Linked DNA regions of Rattus norvegicus: regions 2 and 3 are each linked to region 1. A link is a contact called in public Hi-C data. All regions are on one chromosome and are shown on one strand. Each heading gives the region's core, a stretch centred on a gene start, on an enhancer-like site or on the middle of the called end of the contact. The rest is flanking DNA. Distances are from core to core; before and after follow the strand shown. Region 1 holds the start of Actl6a (actin-like 6A). Region 2 overlaps Mfn1 (mitofusin 1). Region 3 holds the start of Mfn1 (mitofusin 1).

Region 1 (4,497 bases), core at 390-2,889:
CACCCAAAGAGAAACACAGAGCTATTTAGTTTAGACATACCCAGTTTAAGAGAAATTCATATTTTAAAAGGAGATGCATGTGCAACTGTTTGAATGAAAATGTCTCCTAGACTCTGATATCTAAACATCTGGGCCCCAGTTTAGTGCAATCTGTGGATATTTAGAAGATGAGGGCCTGATGTAGGAAGCTGTCACTGGGGACAGGCTTTGAGTTTAAAGCCCCCACCATTTTCAGTTTGCTCTCAGCTTCATGCTTGAGGTTGGATATGTGAGCCTAGACTCCTGCTCCTGCCACCATGCCTGCTGCTAGATGCCATGCCTCCCTCATACTGGACTCTTATCCCTCTGGAATCATAAGCTAAAGTAAACTCTTCCTTCTAGAAGTTGCCTTGGTCATTTTTGTTTTGTTTTTTAATCACGGCAACAGACAAGGGACAAATACACTATGTGAAATGTGTAATTTACTAACCTCTTTGCCCCAGTTTGGTCAGTAAAGAGTATTTAATACTTATCTCATTGGATACTATGACTAAATGTCTTCAATGTTTTAATGTATACTTAAAATAGTGCTGGTAAGCAATAAGCCCGATAAATATTAGCTAATAGTAGTAGTTACTCTTGTCACACTTCTTGCTAGGGAAATGACTACAGTTAGAGAAACTGCTACAGTTCGTTCTTACAAAACAGTACACAGCAGTTAAAATGTGTGGGCACAGATCTACTGACTCGATACATTTATAAATTTATAGTGTGAGTATACTATTTAACTCATTAGGGGTGCATGTTACAGGTACACGGCCGAGAAAGGAATGCCTTTGCCTCAATCCAGAAGCTATTTGCTCCCAATTTGCAAAGAAAGTCTTTTAACTTTGAGCTGGTTGTTTAACTCTTCCCAATGCTTTCTTCTTCGTTAACGTGCAGGATAGCAGCACCATCTCCTGTCGGCATCCACCCTAGCGAGGAGTCTCTAACTAGTTAACTACTTTTAAAATAAAACAAAACCAGTGCTTGAAAGCCTTGATTTCGTTATCGCCAATTTATAAAAAGACTCCTGGCCAGTTGGCCAGGGGAACAGCAGCCTGTACCTCAACGCTCCGCTCATCTAGGGACCAGGCACACCTGGAACGATGTCCAGTCGGAAGCCGCAACACCGGGCGCGACTCAGAACCAGTGCCCACCCGGAGGGCCCGGAACCTCCGCGAGCTTCCCGAGACTAACCCGCGGCGGAACCGGTACAGCGAGGGACCCGGAGTGCCAGGTGACTGCCAACAGAGTCCAGCCCGTCCTGGAGCTCCAGGTGTAAGACACGCCAAGGCCCTTCCTTGAGGCCATCTCGGAACCAGCAACAGTACAAGCCGGAAACCTACTGAGCGCGGGCCCTGGGTCCGAAGAGAAGGAGAGGCCATGGCCCAAACGGGGACCGGAAGCACCGGCCAAAGACCGGAAGGGCCCGCCGAGGACCGGAGGGAAACGGAAGAGACCAGGGACCGGGCCGGTCGTTCCGGCCCGCACGCCCCGAGGCGCCTCTGCGCTCACTCACCTCCGCCGTACACGCCGCCGCTCATAGCTACTGTTGGGCGGGGACTGGCCGAAGACTACTGGGCGAAAGATAACAGCGGCGCGACTCGACTCCCCAAGAATGCCGACCCCGTAAGCCTGCAACTTCCAACGCCGCCCCCTCCGGCAACAAAGCAGCGGCCGCACGCCCGCTGCACAGCCACTCTTGCTGGTTTCTCTTGTCAGCCAATGACAAGAGGCCCGGCTTAGTCTTTAGCCAATCAGAATGTGGTGCTGCTGTATCCCTGCGCGGTTTAGCCGTCTTGACCAATGGAAGGCAGCCATGGGGAGAAGCGACGGAAGAAGGGAAGGTGTTGGGGAACGGGCAGGAGGGGGCGGAGCTTCGCGGGCGGGTGAGAAGTGGGTGGGGCTTCTACACGCAGACGGGATTGTGGGAGGGGCTGCTTCGCAAGAGGGTGCGAACTGTGCTTCGCGCGCAAATGGAGTGGGAGGAGTTTTTAGGTGGGCGGGCGAGTGGGAGGAGCTTTGTGCGGGAGTGGACCGGGTTTCTAAAGTGAGTTAATTAGGTACTGGGAAGGGGCTTGCCTTGGGCCATCAACCGCTCTTGCTTCTGAAGTGTGGCCGCTCCCCAGGAGCCATGGGAACTTAGGCAGAGAAAGGAGAGTATCTGCAAGGAATCTGGAATTTGAGTTAGTTACCTCGAAGAGATTCCTGGTCTGGGATTGTGATGGATTTGGATTTTTTTTTTAAGCAGAAAAAACTTCAACTAACATTTATACTTGAAAAAGAAATGTGTACTACACTTTGAAGTAATCGGCAAATCAGATATAATAATCGGATTCATCATTTTTTAAAATGGCTATTATAATAAGAGATCATATGTTTTCCCAGCTAGATTCAGATAGCATTTAAAAATCATTACTTTGGTTTCTTTCATTTCTGTGAAAATCATTCACCAAGCAAGTGGAGCACCATTCAGAGAAACACCCGTTTGTAAATATATCCCCAATCTGTGTCTACTGTTCTTAGACTATGTTTCTATCAGTGTCCAGAACACTGTCCCCAAAACAATAAGTGCAACAATTTGTCCCTCTGCTTCTCTGGGCTTTAGTTAGCTTGATCTACATAACAAAAGGTCCAAAACTCAAGTATAATGTAGCTCTCTCTGTAACTGGTAGCAGTGCTTAAATTGAAGTGTCTAGTGCAAGCGTTACTAGCAACCTTAGAAGGGTTGAATAAAATTTCATCCATTTCCATGCCATCCAGGTGGCAGAAATTGACCTGTCATAGGGTCAGGAATAATGCAAGTAAGAAACCGCTTTCCTGTTCACTTGACACTGTGCTTTGAGCTCACAATGATGGTTCAGGTTTGGGTTTTTTGAGACAAGGTCTCATGGTATAGGCCAGGCTAGTCTCCAAGCTGTAATCCTCCTGCCTCTGCCTCCTGAGTACTGGAGTTATAGGCACGTGCCACCTTGGGTATTAGTACATTTTGAATGATTCAAAGATGTTTTTAAGAATGCTATGATACTCCCGTGTCAGAAACATTAAGCTGCTTTATTGGAGCATAGCCAGGCTTATTTGCCACTGTGACTGAAGCTATGTGCCTGGTTGAGCTGTAGAGCATGTTACTGCCAAGTGACCTGCTGGGAAGGATTGCTTACTTCTCACCTGAGTGCTGTGTGCTGTGCTCACTGCCGGTCAACACCCCAAAATAATTCTATTTCCAGTTATGTTTTCATGTTTGACTAAATTAAACTGATGGGTTATTAAGGACTGTGATTCCAAGCCAGGCATTGTGGCACACAATTTTAATCCCAGAATTCAAGAGGTGGAGGCAGATGGATTTCTGTGAGTTTGAAATTAGTCTGGTCTACATAGTGAGTTCCAGGCCAGTGAGGGCTGCATAGTGGCTACATAGCAAGACCCTGGCTCAAATATATAAATACAGGATCAATACATAAATACTATGGCTCCAATAATGAAATATTAAAGAGACATTATTTTACTTTATTTACAGTAATGCAGTTAAACCATGATTTTAATACCTAGTGAAAAGCTCTCAGGGAGAACTTTCCCTCGGGATGGAGACCCTCCAACTCCAAAGACCAGACCGAGACACCACAGGATGCAATCAGCAAGAGGATTTGGTTTATTGTCGGGATACACAGGCACAGGCACCTGCGGGCGCTTCAGTCACTCGGGGGACTGGCGCGCCCCACGGAACCAAGGATGGGCTTTTTATAGGATTCTGGGGAGCAGAAGCAAGCATACAGAAGCAGATGCATGGTTACAGGGATATAATTGGTGGATTCTAATGTAGCAAGGGTTTAGCCCCGGGGGCGAGTTTCCTAGCTACCTTCCTGAAACATAACGGCTGACTCGGCCCCCCAAGGGTTCAGCCCGGGGGCAAATTTCTTAGCTACCTTCTTGGAACATAACGGCTGACTCGGCCCCCCACCAGGGTGTGGGACCTCTCCCCGGGCTTTTCTCATTGTCAGGTGCTCAACCGAAGTCGTCCTGTTGCCAGGCCTTCAACCAAACACATCCTGCTTGGCAGCCGCTGTGTACTCAGTGTTCTAACCTTTCCCTGAACCAGTCATCTTAAGTACAGCCTTGCAAAATGGCGTTACTGCTGCTAAGCTGGGGTCTTTCACTAGCAATTCATTTACAAGTTTGATGGATTTACAAATTGATATCCTTTACCAATACCATCTGTAACGTCTCTCATGGATATGAGAATAAACCCTAGAATTAAAAATACCTCTTTGGGCTGAAGAAGAATCAAGTGTTTGTTCCACTAGTCCAGAGCTGGACAGAAACCAGAGCTGTTCAGCAGGGTTGGCCACACCGTCCTGAGCTCACTGAACCTACCCCAAGGATTGGGGAATCTAAAAGCAAAGAAGACAACTGGTAAGCAGGTGGAAAAATAAGAAATAACGATTAGAAAACATCTTTAATAATTTCAGTTCAGCTCAG
Region 2 (4,320 bases), core at 290-2,789, 150 kb after region 1:
TTCTCTTGTATATCAAGGTCCGATCTCTAGGACCTCATTACCAAACACCAGGCTCAGAGTCACACTTGTGTCCCCAGTACTTTGACTGGGGTGGGGTGGGGTGGTTATTCAGACCAGGAGTTCAAGGCCAGCTTAACAGAGACCATGACCCAAAATAAAAACCATCAACACTTGTGTTTTTAAAAAGGGGGACATTCAAGGCTAGCCAGGGTTACATAGGAAACCCTGTCTCAGAAAAGACAACATGAGAAAAGAAGAGGAGAGGGGAGGGGAGGGGAGGGGAGGGGAGGGGAGGGGAGGGGAGGGGACACTTTCTTCCTCACAGAGCAAACCCATGAAGACTAGGCGACGGTGACAAACAAGCCTGTGCAGAGGTAGGTCCTCGTAGTAAGATCACTCCCAAGCACATTTAAAAAGTAAAACTTTCCAGCCTTGTTTAAGTCAAGAGTCTGTATGTTAAACATACTTGGGTCCTGAATCAAATTAGTCCCATGCAAAGATCACACTGATTCCCAGGATGTAGGAATGGAGAGCTAGCTTTGGCAGCTGAGTGGACAGGCTGCTCCAGCACAGGATCCAAGTCTGACTGCCAGCACTCAGATGGCTCAAAGCACTTCAGCTTCAGGGACACCTCACACCTCTGTCCTCTGGGCAACTGTAACAGCATACCCACTCACCACCAATTAAAAATAAATCTTAAAAAAAATCATTAAAAGATAATGGAATGATTAAATTCATCAAAAGCCCACAAAGAAATAAACTTCAAATATAAAGAGAAAATGCATATAAGGCATTATTGAGTGATTATAACACACACACACAATCAAGAAATAAACAAAAATTAAGAAAAAAAAGTCTAAACATCAGTTTAAACAATTCCTTTATCAATAAGAAAATATCAATAATAAAAACTAGTTTAATTATTAAAATAGTAATTAAAAATGAGGCCAGGCAGTGGTAAGCATCTAATCCCAGCACACCAAAGGCAAAGGCAAGTAGGTTTCCGTGAGTTCCGGGACAGTCGGATACACGGAGAAAACTGATCTCAAAAAACAAAAGGAAACAGACAAACGACTCCCAGCAGAAGGTGAGGAGAGAAGGGAATAGGAGAGAAGGATTAAAAGTGATTAAAATATGTTATGTAAAAGTATGAAACCATCAAATAATTCTTAATTACTTTTTAAAAACTAAAATGTAATCCCAGCCATGGGAGGCAAATGCAGGCGAGTGTCTGTGATTTTTGAGCCTAGCCTGGTCTACATAATGAGTTTTAAGCCAACTAAGGCTACATAACGAGCTCCTGTTTCAAAAGGAAAGAATAAATACGTGAAGCAGATAAAGGCAGTAAAAACTGAACTGGATACTGTAAGCCACAGGCACACGCCTTTTCTTAAAAGCAGAAGGAAAGGCCAACTCAACCAACAGAGAAATCTTAAGTCACCAACAGATTTTAAAAAGCCCTCTTCAGAGGGCTGTGCTTAAGGATCCTGCTCTTGCCCAAGATCCAAGCTTGGCTCTCAGAACCCAAGTCAGGCAGCTGATGGCCGCCTGCAACCTCAGCTCCAAGGCATCTGACACCACCCCGCTGGCCGTCAAGCCTACCCCACACATTCTCTCCCATCCCCACACATTCTCTCCCACCCCCACACATTCTCTCCTACCCCCACATTCTCTCCCACCCCCACACATTCTCTCCCACCCACACACATTCTCTCCCACCCCCACACATTCTCTCCCACCCCCACACATTCTCTCCCACCCCCACACATTCTCTCCCACCCCCACACATTCTCTCCCATCCCACACATTCTCTCCCACATAAGAAAAAAAAATTAATTTCAAGGAAATTAACTGACAATTCATTCAACTCAAGCACCAAGAAATTATTTGGTACTTCTTAATAGTGTATACAGATAAAAAAACTTACTGATCATTCCTCTTGAAATTTTGAAATGATTCTGAGTCCCCTTTAACTACAGGTTGTAGATGATTTTTCTTTGCGGTAGGCTCGCCTCTAACTTCCAGTCTCCTTGCCTTGCCTCCTATATGCTGGAGTTACAGGCACGCACTACCATGTTAGCATAACCACAGCTCTAAACAAAGCTTCAAACTATAAACCCCGACAATTCCCATGATCGTGCCTAACAGCTACTGCCTGTGAACAAATTTCCCATATATAACATTTACATTCCCAGATGAAAATCACAAATCTTAAACAGTAAAAGATTTATGTGATTTAAAGTGAAACCAGGGGGGCTGGAGAGATGGCTCAGTGGTTAAGAGCACCGACTGCTCTTCCTGAGGTCCTGAGTTCAATTCCCAGCAACCACATGGTGGCTCACAACCATCTGTAATGAGATCTGATGCCCTCTTCTGGTGTGTCTGAAGGCAGCTACAGTGTACTCATATACAATAAAATAAAATCTTAAAAAAAAAAAAATTTAAAGTGAAACCAGAGTGCCCTATTAGAATTTTTAAAATGAACTGCCAAGTCATTAGGTCTAAGCACGGTGGCACATACCTATAATATCAGCACTTGGGAGCCAATGAATGAGAACTGTGAGTTAGAGGGCAGTCTATCCTACTTATTAGCAAGAGTTCAAGAACAGTCTGAGCTATATAGCAAGACTCAATCTTAGGAAAACAACAGCAACAACAAAAACAAGTCTAGCAAGGTGGCTTTGCAGGTAAAAGTGCTTGACATACAAGCCTAACAATCCTGTGAACCCACAGTGGAAATAAAAACCACATTCCAGAAAGTTGCCCTCTGATTGACACATACACCTGCACTCACAGATACCCAACACACACACACACACACACACACACACACACACACACACACACAGAGGAGATGGGAAATGGAGGAGGGAGGGGGAGAGAGAGGGAGAGGGAAATGGAAAATGGAGGGAGGGAGAGGGAAAGAGGGAGGTCAATACTAATAAAGCAACTTTTTAAAAAGACACTGGGAATGGAGCTCAATGCTAGAACCACTGCCTAACACAGCACTACAAGCTATGTGTAGTGTGTGCACATATACAGACTTATGGATATTCCTAAATCAGACTGCATTACAATTTGGGAGCTTTGCACATGTGTGTGTGTGTGTGTGTGTGTGTGTGTGTGTGTGTGTATGTGTGTGTGTGTGTGTATGTGTATACACACATTCTTAGGCCATCCTTAGGTCAATGGGAAGATTAGGAGACTGAGTTTTTCAAGGCACCCTGCCACAAATTCTGTTGATCAGCTAGGTTTGGGAACCAGTGCTCTGCAATCCAAGAGCTATGCTCTCCAGTCCCAGCTCTTCTGAGACATTCTAGGAATCAAGCATGTACCGTGAGCTAGTAAGAGAGAGCACAGGTGCAGAGCAGAATGATGTTGGTTAAAAAAAAAAAGCGACATATACTTGGAGGGGATGGCTGGAATAACTCTATATTCCACACAGATGAAGCAACAGTTAACATCAGGTCCCTATTTTTCAGAAAAATGGGAAGAAATAATGGTTTTTGAGAGGCTAGGACTCATGTATCCAATGGCTTGGCCTGAGACACCTATGGAAGTCCAGGGGTCTCTTATAAAGGCAGCTCATAGTGATCCCTCTCACAAATAATGCACAAATTCTTGTTTAAAAGGCTCAGTGTGGTACACTCTTCATTCATATCCTCTATTACAGGAATTGGTCTTTACAGGGAATATTGTGGACATTTTCTAATTCTGAAGTCTTTATACCCTGACAAAAGGTGACAGGGAAAAACAGAACTAGAGTGAGTGGGGCTGCATAAGGACTTAAATGTCAACATCCAGAGAACATCTGACTTAACGTAGCATGAATTCTAATTTTGGGAAAAAGTAAATGCCTACAACCCAAGATCAATTCGCTCTGCGCAACCCAATACTTTTTGTCATCTTGACCTGATCCAGGGTCATCTATGAGGAGGGAAATTTAATTCAGAAAATGCCCACATCAGATTGGTCCATGCACAGTGTGTGGGGCACTTTCTTTATGGATGATTGACATAGGAGGGCTCAGCTCACAGTGGGCAGTGCCATCCCTGGACTGTGTTATCCGGGATTGTATAAAAAGCAAATCAAGCTGGATGCGGTGGATCACACCTTTAATCCCAGCACCTAGCAGGCAGAGGCAGGTGGATCTCTGAGTTCAAGAGCAGCCTAGTCTACAGAGTGAGATCCAGGAGAGCCAAGGCTGAACAGAAACTGTCTCGAAAGAATGAAATACAAACAAAAAAGGAAACTGAGCAAGTCATGTGGAGCCATGTGGTCCTTCTCCATGGTCTCTGCTTCAGCTCCTGCCTCCGGGTT
Region 3 (4,446 bases), core at 603-3,102, 180 kb after region 1:
AGCTACAGTGTACTTATATCTAAGTAAATCTTTAAGAAAAAAAGAAAAAAGAAAAAAAAAGCCCAAGCAAACAAAAAACTCTGAATCCTTCAAAATGGTTCAACCAGTAAGACTATACAGCCAAACTGTGAAAGTCTAACGCCTCCACACAAAAATCAAATGTTATTTTAAAAACCATATGATAGGGGCTGGGGATTTAGCTCAGTGGTAGAGCGCTTACCTAGGAAGCACAAGGCCCTTGGTTCGGTCCCCAGCTCCGAAAAAAAGAACCAAAAAAAAAAAAACCAAAAAAAAAAACCATATGATAAACAGGGCAGTGGTGGGCAATGGTGATGCACGCATAGTCCCAGCATTCTGAGACAGCGGATCTCTGTGAGTTCAAGGCCACCCTGGTCTACAGAGAAAGTTCCAGGACAACCAGAAAGCCTGTCTCAAAAATAAACAAAAACAAAAAACAAAAACATTTGAAATGTGCATGTTTCTGGGGCTAGGCAGATGTCTCAGGGGTTAAGAACACTTGTTGCTCTTCAGGATTTAAATCAGGTTTATGGGACCTACACCGTAGCTTGCAACCACCTGTAACTCCAGTTCCAGGGGATCTTATGCACTATTCTGACCTCCAAGGGCACTGGGCAGGAACTGTGGTTAAACATACATACATAAATGCAGGAAAAACATACACATAAAAAATCTAAAAACAAACATTTTAAAATCATACTTATTCTGATACTTGCTAGTTCATGCCTGACATGTCTCAATTCCCTAATAGCAAAAAATTAACCTGACCAAATAGATCAAATACATTTTGGTATTATTTACTTAGTTATAGAAACCATGTTAGTCAGAAACAAAAGACCACTCTTAGGTGATCTCCCACTAAAACGCATGAAATTTGCCCCCCCCCTTTGCCTGTAACCAGTTACTTAGGAGCCTAACACAGAAAAATCTGAAAATTCAAGTCTACAGAGTCAACAGAGTGAGATCAAGGCTTGCCTGGGTCTCTTAGTCCATTCTGTCTCAAAACCAGACGTTTAGAAATGAGTTTAGGGGTATAGAGGCACTTACCTAGCATGTGAGGGGCCCAATCTTCAGTTCTGGAAAAGTAAATATAATAAATGTAAAATCGGTAAAGGCTAGTGACAGAAATCTTGGTTGTATTTCCTAATTTATTTTCCAAACTAGTTTAGCTAAACTGTGTGCATGTGACTCTTAAGGACTTCAGGGACCTGGGTTAGTCAGAGGAAGCCAAGATCTCAAAACATAACTAAGTTATTAACTTTCCCAGTTAGAGGTGTAGAGAAGAAAATAAAATGTCCAGGTCACAATACAGTACAAGCATCAAGAAGGCAGCAGCTTTCGTCACAATTACGGGGTCAAGACCTAAAGGAGGCATGAAGGCTTCAAGCCAAAGTCCCCAAACTTAAAAGTAATGTTAAATCTAAAGTGAAAGACGTTCAACCTGGAAGCTCCCATGAAAAGCCACCAAAAACGATCACACACTAATGCCGGCAAACGTAGCGCCGAGGTCATCAGGAGGGTGGCTCCCTCCAGAATCCTGAACTGACGGCGCGGAGGAGGTGCGTGGGGAGAGGAAGCCGCGTGGGCCGTAAGCCTGCCCAGCCGGCTGGATTCCTACCTGGACAGGCCTTCCCACAGGCTGGCCGCCGGTCGTTCTTGCCCGGCCCTGCCGTCAGGGCGCTCGCGCTGCGCCTGTCCGGAGCTCGAAGGTCACCCCGGGCGTCGCCACCCGCCAGCGGTCACTCATTCCGTCCCAGCTCCCGACTGTCACCCAGCAACCACTGCTCCGCCACAGTTCCCTGGCTGTCTCGTCCGCCGGAGAGCGGGGAGGAGCCCAAAGGAGGGGCTGGGGGCGGATACTTCCGGTGATTCGGATCTCCTATTGGCTGTTGCTCCGCAACCGGAACTGCATATATTGCGAGTGCCATTTTCCTTCAGGGTAGAAGGCGAGGTTTGTTTTGGGCAGGCACTCTTAATCACTGGGTTTTCTGTTCCATCTTATAACTCCTCCCCTTCAGAGTATTTTCCCTTCAGAGTCTTCAAAGTTCAAAGGCGCCATGTATGAAAAGATGCCCATGGTTATCTTGGGGTGTAGCGGGGAGAAGTGGGGAGGGGGCGTCCCAAAACCACGTAGATTCTTGTTTATCAAGCCAACAGGGAAAAGTCTGGTCTTGATTGGTTTTCTGGGGTTACTGGAGAGAGCTGTGTGTTTCTACTTACTGTAAGAGGTGTTACTTAAGAAAATTAATTTGTCCATGATTTAAACTTTGTTAGGAATCACCTGGGAATCTTGTTAAACCGTTGATTGATTGATCAAGGGTAAAGCCCAAAGACTCTGTGTTCCACTTTCCTGGAGAGCTTCCACAGCAGGTGTCCTGGGAGTTTGTTAGCAAATGAGATGCTTTTGCAAGGGAAGCCCCTTCATCTCTGTGAACGGCAGGTACCTCATCTATAAAATACTAAAAAAATGCCTACCTTATGAGTTGTGGGAAAGTGTGTAAAGTGCTTAAGACACTGATAGGCACCTGAAAGAGCTAGATAAATAAAAACTGTGGTTCTGTTGGATAGGTAACTATCGAGCATGCACAGTGAATGAGGTCATTTTGGACTGGGCTTACTATTATGGACAAAAAACAGGGCAAGAGGATAGAGTGTCCGAAGAAAAATAAGAAATGAGGAGCCAAATAGGTGTGTGTTTTCTGAAAGGATGATGTCATTTCTCGGGGCTTTCCAGGACCATTACTGGGAATCTCTGGAGAAAAACTGTCCAAAGACATAGAAAGCACAGTGGTAAGATGGATAAAATAAAAGACAAGCATGGCCTGGAGAGATGGCTTAGCGGTTAAGAGCACAGACTGCGGGTTGGGGATTTAGCTCAGTGGTAGAGCGCTTGCAAGGCCCTGGGTTCGGTCCCCAGCTCCAAAAAAAAAAAAAAAAAAAAAAGAAGAAGAAAGAAAAAGAGCACAGACCGCTCTGAGGGGTTGGGGATTTAGCTCAGTGGTAGAGCGCTTGTCTAGCAAGCGCAAGGCCCTGGGTTCGGTCCCCAGCACCGGAAAAAAAAAAAAAAAAAAAAAAAAAAGACAAGCATGGTGGAGTGTTGGAAAGATGAGGGATGAGGGTGAGCGAAATAAATGTTGGAAGGAAGGCAGGTGTAGAATAATAAAAGCTAAGATAAGAAGTCTGACTTTTAAATCAGGGTCTCAGTACTTAGCCTAAATGAGCCTTAAACTTGAAATTCTGCTGAAATCTGCTAAAGGCTAGCGTTCTAAATGTTTATATGCACAAGACATGGTTTTAGGTGTAATGGAAAACTTTTGGCAGGGAGAATAATAAAATTTGGTATGTTTGTTTGCACTGAGGCAAGGTCTGCCTTTGTAACTCTCACTAACTTGAATCTCCCAAATCATGAGGTTACTTTGGTTGCTGTAGGTACTGTGTGGAAAGAGATTCCACTTAATGCTTGCTCGCTCGCTCTCTCTCTCTCTCTCTCTCTCTCTCTCTCTCTCTCTCTCTTTCTTCCTTTCTTTCTTTATTATCTTTAAGTAGAGCTGTAAAATGAACCCAAAGTCTTACTTCTCAAACACTCTACCTCTAAGCTACATGCCCACTCTGTATCAAAGTTTTTTTTTTCCTGAATGGGGATTAGAAGCAGGGGTATAGCAGCACCTACTGGGAGTCTGAAGCTGAAAGACTGTTCAAGCCCAGGAGTTCTAACTCAGGGCTAAGTATAGTGAGACCATCACCTGGGGGATGGGGTGGGGCGGGCATGGTAGCTTGCTGACCCCAGCATGTGGAAAGGGAAGACAGAATTGCCTCAAGGTGGAGGCCATCCTGTCTCAAAAAATACAAACGAAAATTATTTCTAAAAAAAAATTACCTAAAACTATTAATCTTACATGCAAATGACCAAGAGCAATTTCATTGTTTTGCTGTAGAAGTGTTGCTGTATTTCAGTTGTGGTGCAGAAGCTAAGATCTTTATTTTAAGGAATGTTCTATGGGAGTAACAGTGTCTAAAACAGGAGACTGGAGACTCTTGAGTGGGAGTGAACAGTGAAGTGTGCGGGCAGTTTCTTCCTGTTTTCTGCTCTTTTTACCTTCTAACTGATTGGTTAGTCAGGCCCATATGGAGGTCAGAGGCCAATATGCTTAGCCAATAAGTTTAAACTGTAACCTTGCTGGTGTAACCTGTACCCCTAAAAAGTATAAAACTGCTTGTAATAGCCATTCAGGGTCACCTTTGAGTCACTGGCCTCAAGAGACTGATTGAGGGTTGACCCTGACGTGCTGGAAAATAAACCTCTTGCTTTTACATTGACCTGCGTCTCAGTGCCTCACTCAGGGGTGTCTCGAAGTAAGTACCACTGACCAAGGGTTGGGTCTTACAGGATACAAAGAATAAAATAGGGGAAATGTTAAGACAACAGAT

Evidence for each region. Hi-C and Micro-C count contacts between places; a contact is called where the count stands out from the background.
Region 2: a contact with region 1 is called in a Hi-C map of Schwann cells, with 2.8 times the contacts expected there. The contact joins the enhancer-like site here to the promoter of Actl6a in region 1. A contact is called at or near these places in 2 of 12 Hi-C or Micro-C datasets (the A7r5 cell line and Schwann cells).
Region 3: a contact with region 1 is called in a Hi-C map of frontal cortex, with 2.7 times the contacts expected there. The contact joins the promoter of Mfn1 here to the promoter of Actl6a in region 1. A contact is called at or near these places in 3 of 12 Hi-C or Micro-C datasets (the A7r5 cell line, frontal cortex and mammary epithelial cells).

The regions. Positions count from the first base shown.
Region 1 is chr2:117,417,873-117,422,369 of GRCr8, reverse strand. Actl6a (actin-like 6A) reads right to left here and starts at 1,639. Exons shown (of 14, transcript NM_001039033.1): 1 at 1,541-1,639. The coding sequence starts at 1,565.
Region 2 is chr2:117,264,645-117,268,964 of GRCr8, reverse strand. The region is part of intron 10 of Mfn1 (mitofusin 1); the gene reads right to left. Among named protein-coding and RNA genes, the nearest start is that of Mfn1, 25 kb to the right of the region's middle. Within about 2 kb of position 1,539, at least 1 of the 93 cell types and tissues checked has an H3K27ac peak or open chromatin away from gene starts, as enhancers often do. A contact at or near this core is called in Schwann cells, where this site is marked.
Region 3 is chr2:117,239,164-117,243,609 of GRCr8, reverse strand. Mfn1 (mitofusin 1) reads right to left here and starts at 1,852. Exons shown (of 19, transcript NM_138976.2): 1 at 1,637-1,852; 2 at 1,066-1,094.